Regions from separate parts of the Anser cygnoides genome. Here region 2 is linked to region 1. A link is a contact called in public Hi-C data. All regions are on one chromosome and are shown on one strand. The core of a region is the stretch at or near the end of the contact, and the rest is flanking DNA. Distances in the headings are between cores, read along the strand shown. Region 1 holds the start of ADAM10 (ADAM metallopeptidase domain 10). Region 2 holds the start of ALDH1A2 (aldehyde dehydrogenase 1 family member A2).

Region 1 (7,686 bases), core at 1,669-4,168:
AATATCAGAACCTGACCAAGCATGATCAGGTCCTATCAGAGTTAATCACTGCTAACTCTTCTGTCCTAACCATAAGCCATATAGACATGTAAAGCATCATAATATAGACATTGCAGTACACTTCATTTGTACAGCAACACTAGTGATTGCTTTTGGTTTTGTTCCTTTTCTAGTTTAAATTTTTCTTAAAATTATGTAAATGTAAACAAATTCACAATCAATTGAAACAGATTTCATTTAGGCATTAAGTTGTTCTTTCTCCTCAAATGAGCCATCAAATAAAACAGTACACAAGTAAACCATAAAAGTTGTATCTTAGTATTAAAACATACAAAAATCTTGACTTTGTGATCCATTATTAACTATGAACTGAAGCTGTAATCAGTTCTGTTAATCTACCATTATTTAACACTACCCCAAGAATACCACAATAGAGTACAGACAGGGTATACAGACATAAACCCTTAAGTACTTCTGAAAGAATTACTCTGGTATCCCAGAAAAACGTTCCACGCTTAGTCTCAATATACAGAAACACATTCAAAAAAGTACAAATTCACGTAATTTTCAAAATTATTACTATTTCATATGTATATAGCTTAAAACTATACATCTTTGAAGAACAATGTTATTTGGCTTCTAGATCTGTGTAGAACTATTGAGCACAAGAGGCACCATACTCAAACGTAGCACAGGTAAATTGCGTTTTTCAGTTGTTTCCAGTTTGTATTGTTCTCGCAGTAACACTTAAGAATGATGAAGTTGCCTTTTCCACAGACGTTACTGTACTCCTAGAATATAAGCATTTAAATAAAGAACTTTATAGTTCAGCAAAAACATTTACAGTAGGTAAGAAATTCTAGAAATGTAAGTAGAAGTTAATAGATAATTCTATTATTAAAAAGTAATTCAAAAGCTAAAATATTTTTTTCATAATTATGTTTAGACTTTCAAAAAGAGGAAAAAGCTTCATAGGTTATTACTGACATGCGTATCAGCCAGCGTTCCCAGGTTCCTATCAAGCACTGTTAAGCTTTGTTTAAAGATTGATCTATATTGCTAAGCACTGTAAGTCACGTGCTTCTGTTACCCAAAGTGAGGAGCACTTCCTACTGCCGATAACATTGAAGGTGTCCATTTTTCTCTCAAAGAAAAAATTAAACATGAATTTCCAAAATACATTTAATGAACTTGTTTCTATGTACCCAGAGTATATATATGTTATCATGATTTGAGCTTGAAAGCGTACTTGCCTGCTTGAAATTAAACCGTGAAAACAACTCTCACAACTGGTTAATGAATCCCTTTGAATTAATTCCATGCCAGCACAGTTTAGTTTAGAAAACAAGAAGGCTTTGAAAAGTATGTCAATAGTTTTAGTCTGCGGTACCCTAATAACTGACTGGAATTCATGAGGTCAAAGTCACGAGCAAAATCTTGTGTGCGTGTCTTGTAATCACACACAACGGGGTGAGTTCTGGCCATGTGCATCACTTTGTTTTTTATCACAGTTACCTCACAGCTCGGCCACAAGCACGACCCGCTCGAGTTCTCTCCTGCTTGGATGTTACTTTTTGATAACGCATAAAAGGCCGGGTTTGGGGCTAGATCCCTTGTTAATAAGCCTACGTATCGGCGTACACAGATGCGGGGCCGAGGTAAGTGCCAAAACGAAACAAGAAGCAAGCCCTTCATCGAGTGCTCCACGCACCCCTCCCTAGGAGCGGCGTCACAAGTCCACCTCCAGCGCTCGCCCCTGCGAAAGCGCGAAACTGTTTTCCTGCCTGCCCCGGCTGGTTGAACGCCGCCAGCCGGGCCGGGAAGCCCTCACAGCTGCCTCCCCCCCGCCGCGAGGAGAAGCAGCAGGGTGTTTGCCCCCGGCCTAGGGAGCGGGCGGAACCCCCACCAAGCCGCTTTAGCCCCCCCCCCCCCCCCCCCCGGCGCTCGCGCTGCGTTTCCTGGAACCGAACGTCCCGGCCCGCGGCGCTTCCTGGTGCCGGGCACAGGGAAGGGCAGCTCTCGGGGAGGCTCCGGGAAGCTCTCGGGGAGGTTTCGGGCGAGGAAGGGAGAGAGGCGGCTGCCGGGACGCCGAGGAAAGTCCCGAGGAACGGCAGCCGGCGGGGCCGGGGCGGAGGAGAAGCGCTCCGCGGCGGGGAAAGTCCCGGGCCGGGCGCTGCGGGGAGAGGGCCCGGGCGCGGCCCCGGGCCGGGAGCGAGCGGGGGGAGGCGAGCCCCGGGGAGCGGCCCGGCCGAGGCCTGGCGCCGAGGCGCGGCGCCCCGGGGAGGGGAAAGGAAGGGAAGGGGGACCGGGGAGAGCCGTGGCCCCGGGCCGGGCCCCGTCCGCTCCTCACCTCCGGCGCCCGCCGCACAGGAGCACAGCAGGAGCAGCGTCCCCGCCAGGTCCATCTTCGCCGGGCCCAGGCCCCGCCGCCGCCGCCGCCGCCTACCCACGGCGCATCCGCCCCGGTCGGCGCCGGGATGGGGAGGGGCGAGCGCCGCGCCTCCCTCCGCTTTGTCCCCCGCCGCTCTGCAGGGCCGCTGCCACCCACGGATCGCCTGGCAGCGGCGGCTCGGTTCGGCTCGGCTCGGCTCGGCCCGGCCCTGCCCGGCTGCCCCCGCCCCGCTCCGCTCCCTCCGCCCGCCCCCGCCCGACGCCGCCGGAGGGGCGGGGCCGCGGGGCTCGCCCAGGAACGCGCCGCGGCCTCGCCTCCTGCGTGCGGGAGGGGCGGGGCCAGGCGGCCGGGAGCGCGCGGCCCGCCTCGCAGGCACAGGGGCGCCCCCCGGCGGGAGAGAGGAGGGCGGGGGCGGCCGCGGGCTGTGCCGGGCAGGCCCCGCCTGAGGCGCGGCGGCTGCGACCCCTGGGGGGGGGCCGGGAGCTGCCCCCTGTGCCGTCACGTACCCTTTGCTCCGTGCCCCAGCTCACCGAGTTCCTCGCGTTTCGCGCTTTGCCCCAGGACCCCCGCCTCTCGCGAGGCCCCCGTCTGTGGGGAAGCGCAGCACGCGGCCACAGCGCGGGACCCCCGCCTGCCCTCACGGCCCCGCGCCGCCCCCCAGAGACTCGCTTTAGATGTAAGGCTTTCTGACAAGTTCCGCTTCGCTGTCGTGCCCCTCTTTTGTTGTCCTCTCCCTGTAAAGATAAATCCCCGTTAACAGTATTAGTTGATTCCAAAAGTCCTTAACTTGATGATTTATTTGTTTATTTTATTAAATAAGCATCCTGCAGTGGTGTGGGGAATCAGCCTGGAGGTTTCTCTCCTCTGACCTCTGCTCTTCCAGGAAATGGGGGACACCACCCCTTTTACAACAGTCCAACTCCCACGCCGTGTTACTTTAGGAAGTTAGGAAAACAATAGCTTTTGGCAAACCATTGTTTTTACAGGAGAGCCTACCTTCGTGTCCAAACTCCCCCGAAAAGTTGTGCAAACACGTATGCAGAAAGCACCATGACAGTGAAGGCGCTTCAGATAAGGTTGCTGAAGTTGATGCAACAATTTACGAGGAACCAAATCGGAGAACCCTGAGAACGGAAGCGGTAAGGGAAGCCCTCACCATCCCCACGCTGCCCTCAAAACGCGTCACTGAGAGGTGAGGGGCAGAGGCACCGAACGCGTGGATCGGGGCAAAGCCCGGGTGACGGGGCTGCGTTCTTTCTCCCCGCCCCGCCCCGGACCACACACCCGTCCCGCAGACACCGCGCCTGCCGCCTCAAAACCCACCGGGGGCTGCCCGTGCCTGCCCCACCCGCGTTACTTCAGGCACAGCAGCCGGACAGGGCCGCTCGGACATCGGCCGGAGGGGGCCGGCAGGGGCCCGGCGCCGCCGCGCCGCGCCCGTTTCCCCTCACAACTCGCCCGTTTTCCCTCAGAGCCCCCCCCGCCGCCCGTCGCGCCCTCCGAGCCCCGCCACCGCCCTCCGGTGCCGCCCCGCCCTCGGGGCTCCCCCCTGCCCCCGGCGGCTCCAGCCCGCCGCCCGCCCCCACATCCCCGGCGGGGCGGAGCCGCCGCTGCTGTCATGGCGTCGCGGGCGCTGCTGGCCGAGGAGCGGCCGCTGCGGTGCCGATAGAGCGTGGAGGAGCCAGGCATGGAGGGCCTGGCGCAGCCCCCGCCGCCTCCGGGCTCGCCGCAGAGGGGCGGCGGGGGCGCCTCCGGCAAGCTCCTCCTGGAAGAGGCGGCGGCGGGCGGCGGCTGCGGGGACGGGCCCGCGGCGGCTGAGGCGGGCGGCGGGCAGCGCAGCCCTTCCCCTCGGCCGGACCCCGCGGCCCTCCGGCCGCCGTCTCCCCCGCGGGCCGCGGAGGACGCGGCGCCGGAGGAGCCCGGGAGCCCCGGAGCGGCGGCCGGCTCGGAGAGCGGTCCCGCGGGGGCTGGCCCCGGGAGCAGCGGGGCTCCCAGCCCGCCGGGGGAGGAGTCCCGCAGCCTGGACTCGCTGGAGTCCTTCTCCAACCTGCACTCCGGCTGCCCCAGCAGCTCCGAGCTCAACAGCGACGCCGAGGAGGCGGCGGCGGCGGCGGAGGCCGCCCCGGGGGGCCCGGCCCCGGAGCCCGGCGGGGATAGGCCCGCGGCGGGCGCGCAGCTCCTGTCCTCCTCCAAGGAGCGTTTCCCGGGCCAGTCGGTGTACCACATCAAGTGGGTCCGCTGGAAGGAGGAGAACACGCCCGTCATCACCCAGAACGAGAACGGCCCCTGCCCCTTGCTGGCCATCATGAACGTGCTGCTCCTGGCTTGGAAGGTACCGGGGCTGCGGGCGCCGCCGTCGCGGGCCGGGCAGGCGCTGCCGCCCGGGGCTGGAAGGGGGAGGGCTCGGGGCGGCGGGCACCGGGGCCGGAAACTCGGCAGCACACCGCCGGGAACCTGTGCTAACTCACTTCTGCTCTGAAGCACGTAGAGAACTTGGAAAATAAATAACTGCTGGCGGGCTGTTGCCAATACACTACTTAGATGTCGCTGTTATACGGGGGCTTACTCTGTTGCCTTAATGTAGAAGTCAAAGCCTAGATGATGCTTTTCTAAACTGAACGATGTTTTGTTGGCAGATGTGTTGAGGTTTTTAGGAAATATTTCTATATATAGCATTGAAAACTTAGGCAATGTTTTTGGAAGATAGATTAATTCTGAAGCGAGACATATGCAGGATTTAACAAAATACAGATTTGCACAAATAGCTGCCTGAGTAATAGGGATGTGTTTGTACAGTTACGTGGCATGGATTGTAAATCAGGTCATGACCAAGTACTGCTTTGAGACCTGGAAGTTCTTGTGTTCTACATAACCATCGTGGATACAACTTCCTGTAGTCTTAGAATAACTTTTAAATATTTAAAATAGGCGACTTGAATGTAAAGCATAATAAAATTATTAGCATTTACAGGTAAAAGGAATATCAGTCAGAGAAGAGCTAGTGAGCTGCGTGTATTGCAAAACAAGAAGGGGTCCTTTTCAAAAAATACTTATAATTCGACCCCAAAAGATTGATGAGATGATAGAATGAAGTCCTTAGGATAGGAAAGCTTTATGAGAGTAGTTCTTATGTTGTAGTATCAAGGGGAATAAATTTGGTATTGGAGGAGTAGGAGGCTGTTCGCAGGTATAACAGGTGATAGAGAAGAAGGCCAAAATTAAAATAATAAGAAGAAATTTGTTCAGAGAGGTAATTTTTCAGAAGACTAGTGATGGAGTGTGTGTTTTGTTTTGTTTTTTGAGTTGATGTCCCTGTACGCATTCCTTAGCAGGATAGCTCATGCATCAGGAGGAATGCTGTGGACTCAGACTCTGTAGTGATGATATTTAGACATTGGTGAAAGCAGTACAGGGGAGTCATGTGATTTTAAACTATCATCTTATACAGTAGTTCCTGCGAACCTCAAGAGGGTGTGAAGGTCTTCATAGACTTCCGTACTTAATGCTTTCTTCTTATGCTCCCTCTGTAATATGTAGAGATGAGTACAGGGCCTTGGAGAGCTTGTTCACTATCGTTAGTTGTGGTGGGGTTTTAAAAGAAGTGGCCTGTTTGAGGATTTACCTTTTTAACTGTCCATTTAATGAAAGGATGGATATAAATGGGACTGCACTGTCCTTGTTGTTTGCTCTTAATTTTTGAGAGGTTTTCTTCCTTAGTGTTCTTCCTTTCCTTCCATAATTATATAATAACTTTCTTCTGCTGTCCTCCATGCAGAATTCTATCTGACAGTCTGCTTTGATCAAATATTATGTTAGCAATAATAAATGTGATATCAAATTTTAGGAGTCGGTGGAAATCAAAATGCATCTTTGTAGTGTCCTTACACTTCTTGTTGCTAGGATTACAGAAAGGGTTTTCTACAATTTTATCAGTTTATATAAAACCTCAGCAGAATTTACATGATTTGCAGACAGACAGCAATTCACCAGTTTAGGTGAAACTGCCCATATGTGACTATTTATATGCTTCAGTGTTTTCTTGTTAGTTGGTTGTGTATTTCCCCTGCCTGTAATTGATTCTCCTAATTAGCGCCTCTCCAAATTAGCCTTTCTTTTCCCCAGTTTATAGTCAAGAACCATGTTGGCATTGTTTGGAGTGGCAAGCTTATTGGCAGCTCACCTGCACATCATTGACAGTAGCCAGCTACATACCAAGGCTGAGGATGGACATCCACATTCTTCTCACTTCTGAACCAAGATGAACACTAGATTGGGTCAGGTAATTATAATTTGGGAACAAGGGAGCAGACGAAGAGTTGAAAATAGGCAAAAGCAGAGTGAGAATACCATAGCGTGTGTTAGATGAAAAGGAATTAACGTGGCAGGGGAAAAACTGTAGTAAAAAAGGAGATGAGAACGGGGAGGAGGGGGAATAACTTAAACAGAGTATAACGATGTGAACAGTTACACTTCAGTGCCTCTTCCCTGTATCCACCGCTAACGTTCCTTCTTAGAACTTTGTCATGACAAGGTTGAGTGTTGTGGTCAAACTGTAGGTACATATGGTCTCAAATAACTTCAGATAATGCATGGAAGTTCTCAGAGTTGAGAAGTGTTACAGTCAAAATGCTAGTTTTTGTTTTCATGAATATTTCCCTTTGGATGTCCAATTATATGCTTTGCTTATCCCAGAATGGGAGTGATAATTTTGAGATCCAGTACTACATGCAGTAGTGAAAGTTGAATTCGGATTTTTGTTTGTGATGAGTTGCACACAATCAATTTGTTTAGAACTAAAATTTACCTTTGCTTCTTAATAATGTAAACCATAATCATGGAAATATTTATACCTTAACCTCAAATATGTATTAAGGAGAACTCGCTTTTTCCAGATGTTTTAGTGCCTCAAAGTTCAAGCTTCTTACCCCTGTGCTAGATTATCATTTTAAAAGTTAGCAGTGTTGTGTTCTCCTGTCTGTGTCCCGATTGCCCTCCAATAAAACAGTTTTTTTTGAGATAGCATCTCTTGACTGTGAGGGCAATAGGTAGTATATTAATTTGCTTAAAGGACTGCAATAACTACAATACAGGAAGACCTAATAGGTATTATACCTTAAATGCGTCGTGTACTCGAAGTATTTCTTCCTAGTGGTTCTTGAAAATCTTGTTCATTAGTTGAGCAAGATTCTTCTCTGTTCCTAGTCACTATTCAGCTTTTACTATGTCTCAGGGGAGATATTTTTGAGATTAGATTTAAGATCTTTATTTAATGATACAAGCATAAAGACTGCTTG
Region 2 (7,686 bases), core at 1,330-3,829, 200 kb before region 1:
AGTAATCTTATTTTTTCCACTATACATTACATATCTTAACAAATCTTGTTTAGGGATTCCTGGAACTTTAATATGTTCTGTCCTAACAAAATTGTCTTAACTATTTTCCAATTTTAGAATTCCAAAAATCGAATTTAATTAGCAAAGCATATTTTAAAATTACTTTACATTGTTTAAGTGTCCACAGGTACCTCTATTTTTTTTAAGGAATTAAATCCCAAACGGTTAAGATTTTACATTCAAAGACAGCTGTAATAAAGAGTTCAAGAATTCTGGGTCCTGGATGTGTATTTAAAATTCTCAGCTAACAAGCAGGAGAGAGGCCGCTAGGAATGCTTACAGATGTCTGATTTTAAAAGGTTTGAGGTTTTTTTGGTTTTGTTTTTGGTAAATTTATTTAGTCTAATGTTATTTATTGTTTATGGCAGTTGTTTGGCATTTAAGACATGAAGTGACCACTCCCCCAAATGAAAGAATCAAGTTACAATCCCCCAAATGAAAGAATCAAGTTACAATCCATTATTTCATTTTTGATTGTTTTTCTTTGTAATAGGTGGGAAAGGGGATCCTGGATAAAAGTCCTGCCCAAGACAAGACTCCAAACTGAAGACTCCTATTATCTATAAATCACTTGTATTTCCTGCGGAGAAAAAGGAGGGAAGAAAGAGACAGAAAAACAGAGACAGAGGATATACCAAGTGAAATATTCAATACTTGTCCTAAACACAATTTCTCTCATAAGCAGTAAGGAATTACCTGATACCTCAAAACTAAGTCTAGAAGAAATGTGTTGCTGCTGTTTTTGGTTTAATATTGAAAACAAATAACTTTTTTTTTACTTGTTCCAGTAGGATAAGATGTGTAACATCTTACATATTTCTGAGATGATGGCAGTATATACTATGAATCATTAAAGGTTACTGTCCAGCTTACTTCCTCATAAAGAAGATATGGCTGTTAATGACTGCTCTATTTTTGAAAGATTTTTGAACGAATTCTCTAGTTTTAAAATGAAGAAATGCAAGTATTCTTTCTGTGTAAACCGACTGTGATACTACTAGCAGATATTACCCACTGAGGCTTATTTTAAACTGAAACCAGCAATAAATAAAATTAATGCCACGTACTGTTTGCATAGTATCATCGCTCCCAAAGAGTAACACCACACAACCTCAAATAACTACATTCCTAATTTATTTAAACTATTTTCAAATAAATTACATGCAAGAAAACCTGCATCTTTAAATTTGCATATTGCAATTCTCATTAAAATGTAACAGAATCTAAAAGAGTTGATTTTCCTCTGAAACATTCTTCTAGAACATGGAATAGCTGTAACAAATTAGAAGACAATTTTGGCACCCACTTAAAAAAAGAGAAAAGATGAAAAGCTTTCAAAGTGATGATATGGAAGACAAAAAATACACTACATTGGCCAAAATGAGTTTCCTACCAGTTTTAAAGCTCCTGAAGTTGTATTTCCAGTAGATAAAAATGTTGTCACCTTTTTCCAGGGCTGATGTGCTTTATTTTCTTAAGTTTCTCAGCAATTAGAAACAAAGTCTGACACACTGTAACCTGTTCACACATTTGAAACTTCTCCAGTAGGAATGAAAGTATTCTTTAATTAAAGGTACTGAAGATGCAAAGATTCAAAACATAACAAATTTATAAATTCAAATTGCATTGACAAACAAATGACCATTGTTAAAGTCCATTTTAATCTACAAAAACGATGTAGTCCCATAATATAGCAAAGAAAAGCAGCAGATTTTTCTACATTGACCCGATGGGTTGATTGTTAACCCCCCTCTTTATGAAAATTAGTCTGAAACGTTAGTAGGAAAAAATATCCCCTCTCGCAATACTGTTCAAGGGTGTATTCAGGAAGTTAGTAAAGAGACCTGTTCCAGTGCTGTAACAACCTGGCAGTGTTAAGAGTCCTCCAGGAATTGTAAAAGAGTCCCTTGGGTACACAGGCTAATTCAAGAAAGAAAACATTTTTATTTTCTGATTGAGAAATATGGGTACGTATAGTAACTTCCTCTGAATTACATCAAAAGCAACCAAAACATTAGAGGGCTAGTGATTTTGCACTGTGAATAAAGCCCAACAGCTCTGTAGAAAATGCTACATTTAAAGGGAAGTGGCAAAGCCAGTCCCAACAGATCTCATTTGATTTTCTATTATCCTGTGTTTTTTCAGATGATTACAGGGCTAAAAATCTGTTTCCCATATTACAGATTCAAGGCAGTCTTTATACATATATACATATATTTGTTTTGTTTTGTTTCCTTGCCTTTTTGTTTGTTTGTTTGTTTTTTGATCTCAGAGCTGAACTTGGTTAGGGCAGACTGAAACTGATTTTAAGCAAAATCCCTTCTTTGGAGGGAAAGCCATGAATCTCCCTGCCAGAACAAATGAACACAACTTACCTTGGTGTATTTGATTTCAAGGTTGAGAGTGGGAGAAGGCAGCAGATGCAGAGATGCCATCAGAGCTGCAGGATCTGCCTTCACCTCCCCTGGCATCTCAATTTTACTGGAAGTCATAGTCTTGGGGGGGGGGGGGGGGGGGGGGGGGGGTTATAGTACAGCCGAGCCCCCCGCTCTGACCTGATGTTGTGTTGTGCTTTGGGTTCCCCCCCCCCCCCCGCCTCGAAAGCCCGGCGCTGAAGATGTTGCTCTCGTCCCCTGTATATAGGCAGGTGTCAAGCCGGGGCTCTTCTTATTGGACATGGGGGCAGAGGCAGGGGGGCAGGTCCGTCCTACCTAGGGCGAGAGCGGCACAGCCCCGCTCACACGCGCGGCGCAGCCGCGGCTCCCCGCAGGCCTCCGCCGGGTGCTGGGCTCCCGCCGGCCCCGCACCATCCCCGCACCATCCCGCACCGCCCCATCCCGCACCGGCCGCCGGGGACTTCCCCGCCGATGCTCGTGGGGACGGTCCAGAGGAGCGGGACCGGGGAACGCCGCGGGGGGAGCACCACAGCCGCGGTGTCCCCGCTCTCCGCTCCGCGCCGGGAGACGCCAGCCCCGGCCCCGCGCAGCCCCGCCCGGGGCAACCCACGGGCACGGCACCGCGCAGCGCCGGCGGCCGGTCCCCCGCGCTCGCGCTGCGGTGCCCCCTCAGGCGCAGAGCCTCTCGGGCGGCGGGCAGCGGGCGGCCCCTCACGGCGGAGGGCGCTGCCCCCGGGCTGGCGGGGCCGAGCCGGCCCCCCCGGGTCATCGCTCCCGGCCCCCGCCCGGCCGCCCCCGTCCTCCCGCCGCTCTCCCCGCGGGACGCGGCCCCTCCGCGTCGGCCGTGAGGGGAGGGCCCGGCCCGGCGCCTCTCCTCGCCGCTTCCCGCCCGCGGCCCTGCGGCAGACGCCCCCGCCCGCCGCCGCCCTACCTGCCGCCGCGCCGGCCCCGGCCCGGTCCCGCTCGCGGTCCTCGTCCGCCTGCTGCCCCCTGCCGGCCGCGCGCCCCCCGCCGCCCGCCGCTACGGCAGGGGGCCCCCGCCGCCCGCGCGGCGCCGCCTCGCGCCCGACGCCGCCTCGCGCCCCGCCGCGCCCGGACCCTGCGCGCGTCGGCGGCCCTGCCCGCCGCGACATGGCCGCCGCCGCGGGGGCAGCCTCCCCTCGCCCCGGGACACGCTTCCCTCCTGCTGTGCGCTGCGCGGCGCCGCCCCGGCCCGCCCGGTGCACGTTGCCCGTTTTCCAGAGGCCCGGACGCTGCGGGTGCGCGGGCTGCTGCAGGCCCGGACCCCCGTGTGGCCCCAGAGCGAGGGGCTGCCGACCCCGTCTGTGCCCGCGCTGCGCTCAGGAAGGAGAGCAGGCAGCAGGGCAAGGCCCGCAGCCCAGCCGCAGCTTTCTCCTTTCCTTAAAGTTCTGTGCAGAAGGAAGAGGACTAGAGGCTGGAACAATTTGTTCGAGCAACAGCCACCTGTTCCTTTCTGCGGGAGGCCACATGCTGCCCGAGGCCGGGCATGTCACACAGTGGGTTTCTGAGAAGCCCGCAGCCAAATGGAGCCCGGTGCCGTGCTCCCCATGTCCGGCTCCCCATGTCAGGCTCGTCACGCGCACCCCGAGCAGCACGTGTGCCCTGGCCATCTGTCCCGGCTAGCTGGGTGAAACAGCACGTGGCAGTGGGCTGAGGGAAGTCGGAAATGTGTGGCCAAAGCCCTACACTCTCTCTGGTCAGAACTTCTAGGCAGAAAATACGTGCCCACGATTTTTGTCACTTCAGGCAAAATCAGTAAGTTCTCTTTCCTGATGCAAACACTCCCAACATTTTGAAACCGATCAGATACCGTGTTTGCAGACAGTATGTTTGCAGTTATAACATTGCAGGTAGATAAACAGAGAAAGGACACCAAAGCATACAACTGTCCAAAGCTGGCACAAACAAAGCAGCAAGAAATATGCCACATGACCTTTTTATTGACTTAGTCCAGAATAAACGAGGATCTGGCCATGTTTTGATTTTGTTACAATATCCGTTACGTTGACTCCATGGATATTCCTTGCTCCTTGTTTTACTGGCTCACAGATGATTAGAAAGGCAGTCAGTGCACCCTTAGTGTTTGTACAGGAGCACGGGACAAAGATTGCTTCTGCACAGGCATGTACACAGGATCCAGAGTGCCATTTAAGGCATTTCTGTGTTAACGTGTACTTCTGTAAATCTCCAGCTCAATAATGAAGAAGGAAACTGCAGATTTTGCTTTCTGTCATTTTTCATACATTTTTCATACTTCTTCCCCCCCCCCCCCCCCCCCCCCGACAGAGGAAATGGATCCAAAATACTGTGCTGTAATGTGACACGCAGAGCTGTCAAATTGTGACACTTGGGATAAGTGAGACTTTTAAACGTCAGAAATTCAGTTTTTAATGGCACCCTGGCAACAAGACCTAACACTTCATCACAAGGATGACACATTCTAAAAGCTGTTTTAAAATAAATCAGAGTGGAGATGTGTTCCTTCAAAAACAGACTGCATTAAACAGGTTTGAGGAATGAGAGAACTGTACAACAGTTTCATTCTTAAATTGAGTCAATGAAGTTTGCAGGAGATTTTGGTGAGACGGGATTCTAGTGCATCTGGAGATGCAGTTCAAACCCACATAATTAGGAGCAGCGTAAGCTCCTAATTGTCACCAACCTCCTGTGACTCTGTTTCTCAGCGTCCTGAGCCTCCAGTGACTCTTTGTTGTACAAACCATGCTTCTCTTACGTCTAAAAGCAATTCAGACTGCAAAAGATCTCACAGCTGACTCACCTGCAGACTGCCACCTAAACCCCGCCAGCGTTCCCCGAGTGGCGAATGGCACCGCACTTACCGTGCTGCAGCTTCTGGTCTACAGCCAGCAGAACGTGGCAGACACCTGCCTTCGCTCTTCCTGACAGTGGGTGTCCAACTGGGTTTTCTCTTCCTCCACCTGGAAAGACAAACGATGTAGGCCTTAGAGCCAAGACCGCAACTGGGTTCTCATCAAGTGCAACAGCAGCTTTGCCAAACAGCATTCGGAGCGAGGTCTGTGACACAATGTGGGACACACTGGTGAATCCAGCTTGGTGAGCTGGTTCAGCCCTTCAGCACTACCCTAGCTTCTATATGATAGCAAACTGAGATATGGCTTCAGATCATGCAAGTTAATAGTTAATTATTAATATTTAATGCAATTTCCTTGTAGGAGGGATTGCTACCACTATTGCCTTGGACATTAGGACAATAACTCAGTAATAACAATGAATACAGAGGTAAAATGATCTAATTTGTGGAAGAAAAAACACCACTGAAATGGACAGTGGATACAGTGACCCAAAAATTACAGAGGTATTCTCTCTCACTACTTCGATTCCTTGCTCCATTAATATTTCTTATGCTCCTTAGTGAGCTCCAGACTCTTTCTAAGCACTGACACACACAAAGGAACTGAATCACATCGTTTTGTCAGACACTTCCAGTGACTCATTTCAAGATCAACTTCAAAACCTGTCCCCCAGTGATTCTGATCTGACCCCTAAGTTCTATTTTATACATAGTTCTCTCAGCTGTCTTTCTGGTGTTTAGCAGTGTTATCTCTGGCTCCTCATACAAATTCAGTATTGATTGAGAGAGCCTACTCCTCTTCACCCTTTGCCTTATGCATCCGTAAATGTCCCTCCCGTTTCCTATGTGCTTTAGAAATCAATTCTGGGGGGAAAATAGGGGCCAAAAAGAAACTTCCACTAACTTATTTTTCAGCTCAGATTTGCACTTTTGAAATCTGAACTTCATGTTCTGATATATACAGTAAAAGCTTCAGCCTCAGGTGTCCTATTTTAATTGCCTGCTATTTTCATTACTGACTATGATGGCAGCAAATGCTCTTCAGGAGATAGTTGTATTTTAATTTATCTGCAAATATAAATCACACATTATAGCACTTTTTTTCCTCTAGGTTAATTGAATCAATTCTCTAAATGTCTCTAAGCCTGATCATTTGAAAGAGGTTCGCTGTTTGAAATCTTTTAAGAATTATGGCCCTTGAATTGCGCACAGAATGGTATCAGTCCTTGCTCTAGAGAGAGGTATTTTATACATAGAAGGTAAAGAGTAATACATATAAGCAATATTATCTGTAAAGTAACACCCATAATACTGGGATGAATCTAGAAAGATATTATGACAGAAATGTTTCAAATATCCCAATTAATTCATTGTCTTAATATTATAAGTCTTGTTAATAATTGCTTAATAATGGGTCTGGATATATTTTATGTTCTAAAATCTACTTTTATTTTCTTTATTTCTACATTACATTTAACATTAAAAAAAAAGAAAAAGTAAAAGCTGATATCAAGAACAACCATTTTTTATTACTGAAAATCCAGGAATGGCCAGTGAAGAAAACTTGATTTACGTAGTTTTTACTAAAAATAAATCCAACAGATCAGTTTTCTGTCCTGTGATATTGGCCATTTTATACCAGTAGAACTGTAAATTGCTGCTATGGTAGATTCAGTCCTAAATTTAAACTTGGATTTAAGCAAGCCACACATAATTCATTTACAGTGACGGTGATGAGACAGAATGTGCTTGGAAAGACTGTCAGTGTTTGGCTCATTTTTAGAAATGAGTCCGTTTCAAAAATTAATATTATGGGTTAAGTCCACACTTGAAATGCAGCATGTCCCACACCAGACAATTGTGCAGGAGGCCCGTTTTGCCTGTGATGGAGTAAACCCAAGATGCAGCTCCTCAAGTCTGAAGTCTTCCTGAGCCCATCCAGCCCACAGTGCTTGGCTGGTCACCACCGTGCAGCAGCTCACCACCCGCTCTACAAAGCAGCACCCATCTTTTTCCACAGAGTGGACAGGTGGTGAGGGGCTGTGCCTCGGGACAGTGCTGTAAAGAACACTTGCTAATAACTGGGAAGATAACACGCAACATGCTTCTGAGCTGTAGGAACTCTGTCCTGAGTTTAAATACATAACACACCCTCCTATTGTGAATTTCTCTTCAATTTACCTGTTTGAATTTATTATTTGTAAAACACATCAAGCGTCAAATGGATTGACCTTCTCCTAATGTACATTACCTAATGAATGGATGCAATTAACTAATTCATATTGGACTATTGCACTTTCCAGGTCACATTTATCATCACTAAATGTGTGATCTAGTTTGCAAGTTTAAATTTTTTATTATTACCCTTTAAACTAA

Evidence for each region. A called contact is a pair of places that touch in the nucleus more often than the background predicts.
Region 2: a Hi-C map of liver shows a contact between it and region 1, with 9 times the contacts expected there. The contact joins the promoter of ALDH1A2 here to the promoter of ADAM10 in region 1. A contact is called at or near these places in 2 of 7 Hi-C or Micro-C datasets (both in liver).

What each region holds. Positions count from the first base shown.
Region 1 is chr11:17,978,874-17,986,559 of Taihu_goose_T2T_genome, reverse strand. ADAM10 (ADAM metallopeptidase domain 10) reads right to left here and starts at 2,918. Exons shown (of 16, transcript XM_048060295.2): 1 at 2,351-2,918. The coding sequence starts at 2,405. MINDY2 (MINDY lysine 48 deubiquitinase 2) reads left to right here and starts at 3,983. Exons shown (of 9, transcript XM_048060276.2): 1 at 3,983-4,724. The coding sequence starts at 4,080. It overlaps LOC125182359 (a long non-coding RNA gene), which reads right to left and starts at 1,920. Exons shown (of 2, transcript XR_007161925.2): 1 at 1,516-1,920; 2 at 1-791.
Region 2 is chr11:18,174,577-18,182,262 of Taihu_goose_T2T_genome, reverse strand. ALDH1A2 (aldehyde dehydrogenase 1 family member A2) reads right to left here and starts at 2,579. Exons shown (of 13, transcript XM_013177370.3): 1 at 2,436-2,579. The coding sequence starts at 2,552. LOC136791726 (a long non-coding RNA gene) reads right to left here. Exons shown (of 11, transcript XR_010834331.1): 11 at 4,745-5,416.